Regions from separate parts of the Mus musculus genome. Here region 2 is linked to region 1. A link is a contact called in public HiChIP or PLAC-seq data. All regions are on one chromosome and are shown on one strand. The core of a region is the stretch at or near the end of the contact, and the rest is flanking DNA. Distances in the headings are between cores, read along the strand shown.

Region 1 (3,522 bases), core at 60-2,559:
TTCTGAGGAAAGCTGCGGAGGAGGTCAGTGTCTTCACCTCTGGCTCACAGGGTACAGCACCCAGCTAATGTCCTTGTTTTCACTCAGAGCTAGAACGAGAGCCGACCAGGTCCTTTCCTTAAGACTCTAAGGCAGCGGGCTTCAACCTTCCTAACTCTGGTCCCTTTAGTACAGTTCCTCGTGTTATGGTGACCTCCCAACCATACAATGATTTTCATGGCTAACTTCATAACTGTAATTCTGCTAGTGTTATGAATCGTGATGTAAATGCCTGATTGGCAGAATATGTGCTATGCAACCCCTCTGAAAGGGTCAATCAACCGCCCCCCCCCAGGGGTGGCATCCTATAGGTTGAGAACCATTGCTCTAAGGAAATGCGTCACAAAGGCCAAGGCAGGGGCCTCTGAAACAACACAGCTCTGTGCTCAGCTTCGCCTCTACCCCGATCCCATAGGCTCCTCTTCTCTCCTTTCTCAGGCCCAGTAGGTGAGTGCTGGGTGACTCTTCACTGAAGCATCGGAGACTTCCCTTGCTTGAACCCTTGAAGGAAGGCGTCACTAGACTCTCCTGGGACCCTCTGAGGAGGAGACGAAACAGATACCTCTAGGCAGGGGCTGGTCTCTTGGACATGGAGCCTCTCCGTAGACAGATGTCACCACACTCCTTCCTTAAAATAAAAAGGCAAAAGAAAGGGCTTTCTTCATAGGCTGTTTAGCAACCCCGGGGAGGGAAAAGCAATCAGGGACATGGAAACGGGCCTGGGGTGTGTTGTGTGCTCGCCCGCAGAGCCCCGGGGCCCACACGCAGCAGGACTCAGCCTGGGAAAAGCAGAAGAGGAAAAGAGGAAAAACATGCTGGGTTGAGCAACCAGGAGCCCAGATTGGGGCTGAGGCAACCACAAGCCATGGACGCCGCAGCTGCCTGGCGTTGGCACAGAGGCTGAGCTGGCCATGGGGTGCAACCGAGCAGGAAACACCCCCCACGCCCCCAGAGCCAGGCCTTGGGTGCATGCGTGTGTGTGTGTGTGTGTGTGTGTGTGTGTATTGGGGGGGGGTAGTGTGTGTGTGGGTCGTGGTCCTGCTCCTGCTTGCTGTCAGGATGGGATTGTGGCCCACTTACACCTTCTGGAGAAGCCCAGTAATAATTTGGTGACCAAGCACAGAGCTGATCAGCTAGCATTCAAACTAAGGTCCCGGTGCAGGGTTCTATAAGCAGCAAATCCCAATGCCTGCCAGAGCCTGTCCTTGTGTGACGCTAGCCTGGACATCCCCTTGCCACACAGTTCTTGTCCTGAGCTGTGGCTCCTAGAAGACTCTTGGCCTGCTTCCCCAGGAAACCAGGTGACTTGTGCCAGGGACTCTGTTCCCTTAATGGTGTGGTGCCCTCCATGCCCGGCTCCAGCCTACTGCCACCTTGGGATGTATAGAGTTCGTTCTGAAGTCTATGCCAAGGTCTGTACTTCAGAATGTTTAGAGCAAGAAGAAAATAATCAGCTGAGTGTGTTACACGTGCCCCAAACTCCAGCCCTTGGGAGCTTGTGATCAGAAGATCACATAGAGTTCAATGCCAACCTGGGTAACATAATGAATTCCAGGCCAGCCTGGGCCATGGTGTCTTAAAAAAAAAAAAAAAACAGACCAGGAGGGAGTAGAGGAAAGAAAGGACAGCTATCCCTTTAGCCTGCTGCCCAAACTTAAGTGGTTGCAACTTTGGTGCATTTCATTCCTCTTCGTTGCATATTTCTGTATGTAATTGAAACCATGGCACAGGCTCAACTGCATTGCCAGTCCCTGCCTTTGTTCGAGCATGCTTCTGCTGTGGTTTCTGCCACAGTTTGGGATGGACTGTCACTGAATGCATTGAAGAAAGCATTTCATAGGGGGATCGTAAAGGTACATTCGAGTCCTAAAGACAAGGGCGCCCCAGTTTCAACAGCCATCCTGGGTTATGGTGGTGGTGGTTTTTGGAGACTGGTCTCATAGCTTAGGCTATCCAGGAACTTGCTGTAAAGGCAGCAATAGGACCATCCTGCCTCAGTTTCCCAAGTGTCGGGGTCACAGGCATGTGCCACCGCGCCTGGCTTTGGCATTTCATTTTCAGTGTGCCCAGATTTCTCCACCATAAGCGTTATCAGTATATCTTTCGGTGACACGAGGCACTCACACTACTTTGTGGGTTTTTCTCCATCTCCGGTGCTTGTTTAACATCCCAAGTGAAACTGTACCCAGCAGCCATTGCAAGATGGATGGTCTCTTGCTGTCACAATGAATCTCATACCCTAGGGACCTCATGAAGTGCAACTGCAACCTCTGTCTTGTGTCTGGCTTATCCTGCCAGGCATGACTGGGGCCAGCCAGGACAGAGCATGGTGCCAGAGAAGCCAAGCACGGAGTTCCCTCCATCTAGAGCAAGTGGAACCTGGAAAGAAACATCTTGCAGCGCCATCTGGGAAAGTTTCTGCATCCAGTGAGCCCTGGTGCTTATCACCACTGTCTGCCTGGATGCAGATTCGGACTGCCTCTGCTGACTGATGGATGGCTTCCCGCAGAGCAGGTGGAGGATGCTCCACCCATGAGCTTTCCTGGCCTGCTGACCAGGGAAGCAGAACCACTGTTGGCTGAGTCCCAGTTAGAATTCAGCCCGGCTGCAGAGAGGAAGAGGAAAACATGGGAGAAAGGGAGAGAGGGAAGGGGAGGAGACATGGAGGACGGAGAGAGGGACGACTGGAAGTAAAACGGGGAGAGTGCTCCTCACCAGACAGATTATATGCCATAGAAAGCCCAATGCTGGCAGGACAATGAATTCCACAAGGTTCTCCATACCCAGGCTTCTCCCTGTGTGCTGTTCTGACATTTCTGGTCCAGTGCTTCATGGACTAAGAATGGCTGCACAAGCTCCATCCATCACGTCTGCATCCTCGCTGGCAAGGAGAAAGGAGGGAAGACAGAGGAGAACGCGCCTCAGTGTTCATTGTGTCAGCTTCGGCTCACTCGTGGGCACTGTGGGGCAGTGGGATGGGCAGCACTCCAGCCTTTCTCCCAGTGAGGACTACAATGTTTAACAGAGACATTGCTAGCCAGCTGAGGAGGAAGAGCGCTACACAGGAGGGATGCTCTCCTAGGAGGGCTGCCATCCTGCAAAGGCTATGCAGAAAAGAAGCTGGACCAAAACTGGCTATGACAGGGGAAAGCACAGGTGACACATTCCAATGGTGAACACTTTACACGCCAGGTGATGGGGTTCCAGAAAGGACTTCGTCCTGCCTCTCCTCGGCCTCCAGAGCCCAGGGTTTGCTGGCCCACTTGAGAACTCCTCAAAAACCTGTCTTCAGGGCAGCTCTGCACCTCGTGTGTGGCGATTACTGGTCTCTACTATCCAGGGTCCCCCCTGTATGCATCGCTGTGCCAAGACCATGGGCCCTCCTATCATCCCCTACTCTGGCAGCCAGACTCTGGGTGAGCCATGGTCTATTAAGCATACTTGCCCGTGGTTGGTAATGGCAGAGTCAGGATCTGAACCCGG
Region 2 (3,720 bases), core at 294-2,793, 2.0 Mb after region 1:
TTCCTTCCTTAAGTTACTTTTGTCTGGTATTTTGTTACAGCAACTGGGAAAGTAGGTAACAAATCCTGGCACTCACTATGTATCCTCCCTAGCCTGAAACTTGCAGCCATCATCCCGCCTCTGGCTTCTGAGTGCTGGGACTATAGGCATTTACTAATGTCCAAGTTCACCTTAGCCTTAGACACATAGCACATAACTGTACCTCACATCTGAGGCCTGGAGCACCCAGAGATGAGTCAACCTGGAATAAGGGTCTCTTGGGGCTCTGATGCCCCAGTGCGGGTGTCCAAGACCAGCTGCTCATCAGCACCACTTGAGGAGCCTCGGTAGGTACTTGTCTTTTTCCTGAAGAGCTTTCAACCTGCCTACATGCCTGGAGACCCAGCCATTGTCCTTGGAGAAGGAACCTAGGCAGAACTACTCCAGAAATGTCTCTACCCCTTCCCTCTCTCACACAGCCTGCCCGGTAACACTATGGACTTCCAGGGCTGCCCCTCCTACCCCAGATTCATACCAATCAATTCACAGAGTGTGAACAGAGTCAGAGTTTGTATAGGGATAGTGGTCCCTCTCCATGTCCAGGGAAGTTTAGGTAAAGGTGACAACCAGATCACAACACTACCTCCTAACTCTCTGCCATGACCACTGCCCTCACTGTGCCCTCAGGTAAATAAAGACCTACGGAAGGAGACACGTATCCTGTAGATGGTGCGGATGGCTTTTCCTCAGACAGAGTAAAGTGCAGATAAACTGAAAAAGAGGCATAGCCAACTCATGGGATACTAGTTATCTGTAAATGGACAAAGCACTGTTACACCACACATTGGTGACCCTGGAAATAAGCCACAAGGTAAAAGAAATGGGAAGTGCCCCCCACCCAGATGACACATGATAAGAGATGCCCAGAGGGGGCTGGAGAGACGGCTCAATGGTTAAGAGCACTGGCTACTCTTCCAGAAGTCCTGAGTTCAATTCCCAGCAACCACATGGTTGCTCACAACCATCTGTAAAGGGATCCAATGCCCCCTCTGGTGTGACTATATATATATATACATACACACACACACATATACATACACACACACACACACACACACACACACACACACACACACACACCTTTTTTTTTTTTTTAAAGAGAGATGTCCAGGAAAATCCAACAGAGACAGAGAGCTAGTTAGTGGTGGCCAGGGAAGAAGGGGACAAGGAGTGACAGCTTGGGGGACAGGGCTTCTTTTAGGAAGCAGCAAATGTTCTGAAAACAGAGGTGTGGACTGGACTGACTGTAGCCTGGGAGCAGCAACTGAGGCACACTGTGAGAAACATCTGGCTGATACCACCTTAGTCAAAATGGAGCTGCAGGAAGCACCTTGGAGCCACTGATTCTGTGTGCTCAAGGGTGGCTCAGGGGGTACAGTCTCCTTAAGGCAAGGTGACCTATCTGAGGGGGAGCTCTGGGTGTGGCTGGGATCTAAAATTACTGCAGGTCCTGAAACTGTTGGGGAGAAGCTGAGGGTAGTGTGGCTGCTGGGCGGAGAACTGTTCCAGGAAGGAAAGGAGAAGTTGTCTTGGGGTGTGTGTGTATGCTGAGGGACTGTGGTAGAGCCTAGGGGTGGGGGTGGACAGAGGCAAGGTGGAGGGATAAATAAACCTTTGGGTTCTGGAACCTTTTGGCTTTTGTGTGCCTCTGCAGTAGGTTTTGATGGTAGAGAGGCATTGCTCCATAGTGCAGACGGGATACTGAGTAAGGGGGTCTTCATGCCTCGCACCGGCACATAGGACCATGGCTCATCCCACTTCACACCGCTTCACAAAGGTGCTGAATGGATCGTTAATGGGCTACAAGTAGCTAGCTTATATCTAGGCATCTTCAAGAAAGAGGATAGGAAGGCAGGCAGTATGAAGACATGGGTTCCAGATGGTATCATTGATCTTCCAACTGGACCTTTTGTTTTTTGGGCTTTTTCTATGGGCATCACATAAACTGTGTCTAGCCCTGGACCAGGCTATCTGCTATCTTCAGGTCAAAGCCATCCTACTTAAACCAGGGTCTAAATTACTGCTGAATAGAGTTTCCAAACAAGAGATAAAACAATAAAAGATTCATCTATCCATCCATCTCTCCATCTATCCATCCATCTCTGCATCCATCCATCCATCTCTGCATCCATCCATCCATCCATCCATCCATCCATCCATCCATCCATCTAGCCATCCCATCCCATCCATCCATCCATCCATCCATCCATCCATCCATCATCCATCCATCCCATCCATCATCAAACCATCCATCTACACACTCATCTATCATCCTCTGTCCATCTACCTATTCATCTATACAATCATTATCAACTACCCATCCACACCATCATCCTCTACCATCTGTCCACCATCCGTCTCTCCATCCTCTGTACATATTTATACACACATCATACATACATCAAACATACATCCACTCTTCTGCCCATTCTTCACAGAGCACCCTCACCAAGGCCCTCTGTCCAGCCACTGGTTCAGAACAGTACTTGTCACACGATGCTGACCTGGATATCAGTCCCTGTGTGCTGCTGCTTTGATCTTGCCATATCTCCTATGTGGTGTGTGGCACTTGCCGGTGCGTGCCTTTGCGTGTCGAGTGAGAGGCTCTGACCTTGACCTGTATGACTCAATGGTGAATTTACAAGCCTAACTCACCCATGAGAACTTCATACCCTGGGTCATTGCTGTCCACCCAGAGAGAAACAGCCGAAGTTCTTGTGTGACCAAACTAAGCAAGGCCATTTTGTAATCATGCAAACGAGTAATCTCTAGAGGCCACGCCTGCCCAATGTTAAAAAGTGCCACAGAACCACTGGCTTCTGGAATGGGCAACCCCTCCCCAACTGACCATGTGCTAAATACGGGCTTGGGCCTGCACAGGGAATCCACAGAAAGGTCAGAATTCCCCTTGGCCACCCACGCAGTAGAGTGAGCAGCCTTTCCTCTTCCGTCTGCCTTAGGGGCAGGGCTGAGATGATTCTCAGAGACCACTATGCATAGTGTGCACTTGCCTGCAGTCTCGCCTCCACTAGCTGGGTCTCCCTGAAGTGCCTTAGCCAGGAGCTGTTGACTAGCAGGGTACCAGGGTAGGTTACCCCACGCAGGGTCAGAGGACATCTGTGAGTAGCCTGCCAGTGAGCAGAGCCTGATAATAGGACTGTGTGCCCATAGAACTCTTGGCTCCTCTCCCACCCGCTTGGCACAGCTGGGGATCCTCCATGAATCTCCCACACCCGGACAGGCTGACTTTGGCTCAGCCTGCCCAGCCTCGCGAGGCATGCAGCCCACTTAATGCCAAGAACCCAGTCCTTCAGGTCTGAGGAACTGGGCCAGGGATTGCAGGATCCCCAAGAACTTTTACTGGATGCTTGGATAAATACCTTCTGAATGTGAGCTGTGGTTTACAGGGCTACAAAGACCAGGGACATATCTCCTGTTCCCATCGCCACCCTTTGAGTCCAGCCTCTTTCCCCTGAGAGCAATACCGGTAGCCACTTTGGATTTGGGCCTCTGCTAAAGGCCTGGATGTGGCCTCCGTGTTTGGATGTGGGCAGCCTTATGTGAGCATCTTTGCAATAGGGGAGAGTCAGGGGCTCAATTTTCAGCAGGGAAGCAGAGAAAGAACACATGGGCTTATGTGGCATGTCCACCCCGGGGACCAGCAGCCTCCATGGGAACCAG

The links. HiChIP or PLAC-seq counts read pairs in DNA pulled down with a chosen protein or histone mark.
Region 2: an H3K27ac HiChIP or PLAC-seq map of bone marrow-derived dendritic cells shows a contact between it and region 1, with 4 times the contacts expected there. The contact joins two enhancer-like sites. A contact is called at or near these places in 1 of 39 promoter capture datasets (pre-B cells) and 1 of 115 datasets of contacts at active chromatin or transcription factors (bone marrow-derived dendritic cells).

The regions. Positions count from the first base shown.
Region 1 is chr8:120,685,437-120,688,958 of GRCm38.p6, forward strand. It overlaps Gm39265 (a long non-coding RNA gene), which reads right to left. Exons shown (of 3, transcript XR_879259.2): 2 at 2,823-2,920; 3 at 1-667. Among named protein-coding and RNA genes, the nearest start is that of Gm39265, 14 kb to the right of the region's middle. Within about 2 kb of position 1,310, at least 100 of the 459 cell types and tissues checked have an H3K27ac peak or open chromatin away from gene starts, as enhancers often do. A contact at or near this core is called in bone marrow-derived dendritic cells, where this site is marked.
Region 2 is chr8:122,687,993-122,691,712 of GRCm38.p6, forward strand. It overlaps a transcript of Cbfa2t3 not described here. Among named protein-coding and RNA genes, the nearest start is that of Gm10612, 8.0 kb to the right of the region's middle. Within about 2 kb of position 1,544, at least 26 of the 459 cell types and tissues checked have an H3K27ac peak or open chromatin away from gene starts, as enhancers often do. A contact at or near this core is called in bone marrow-derived dendritic cells, where this site is marked.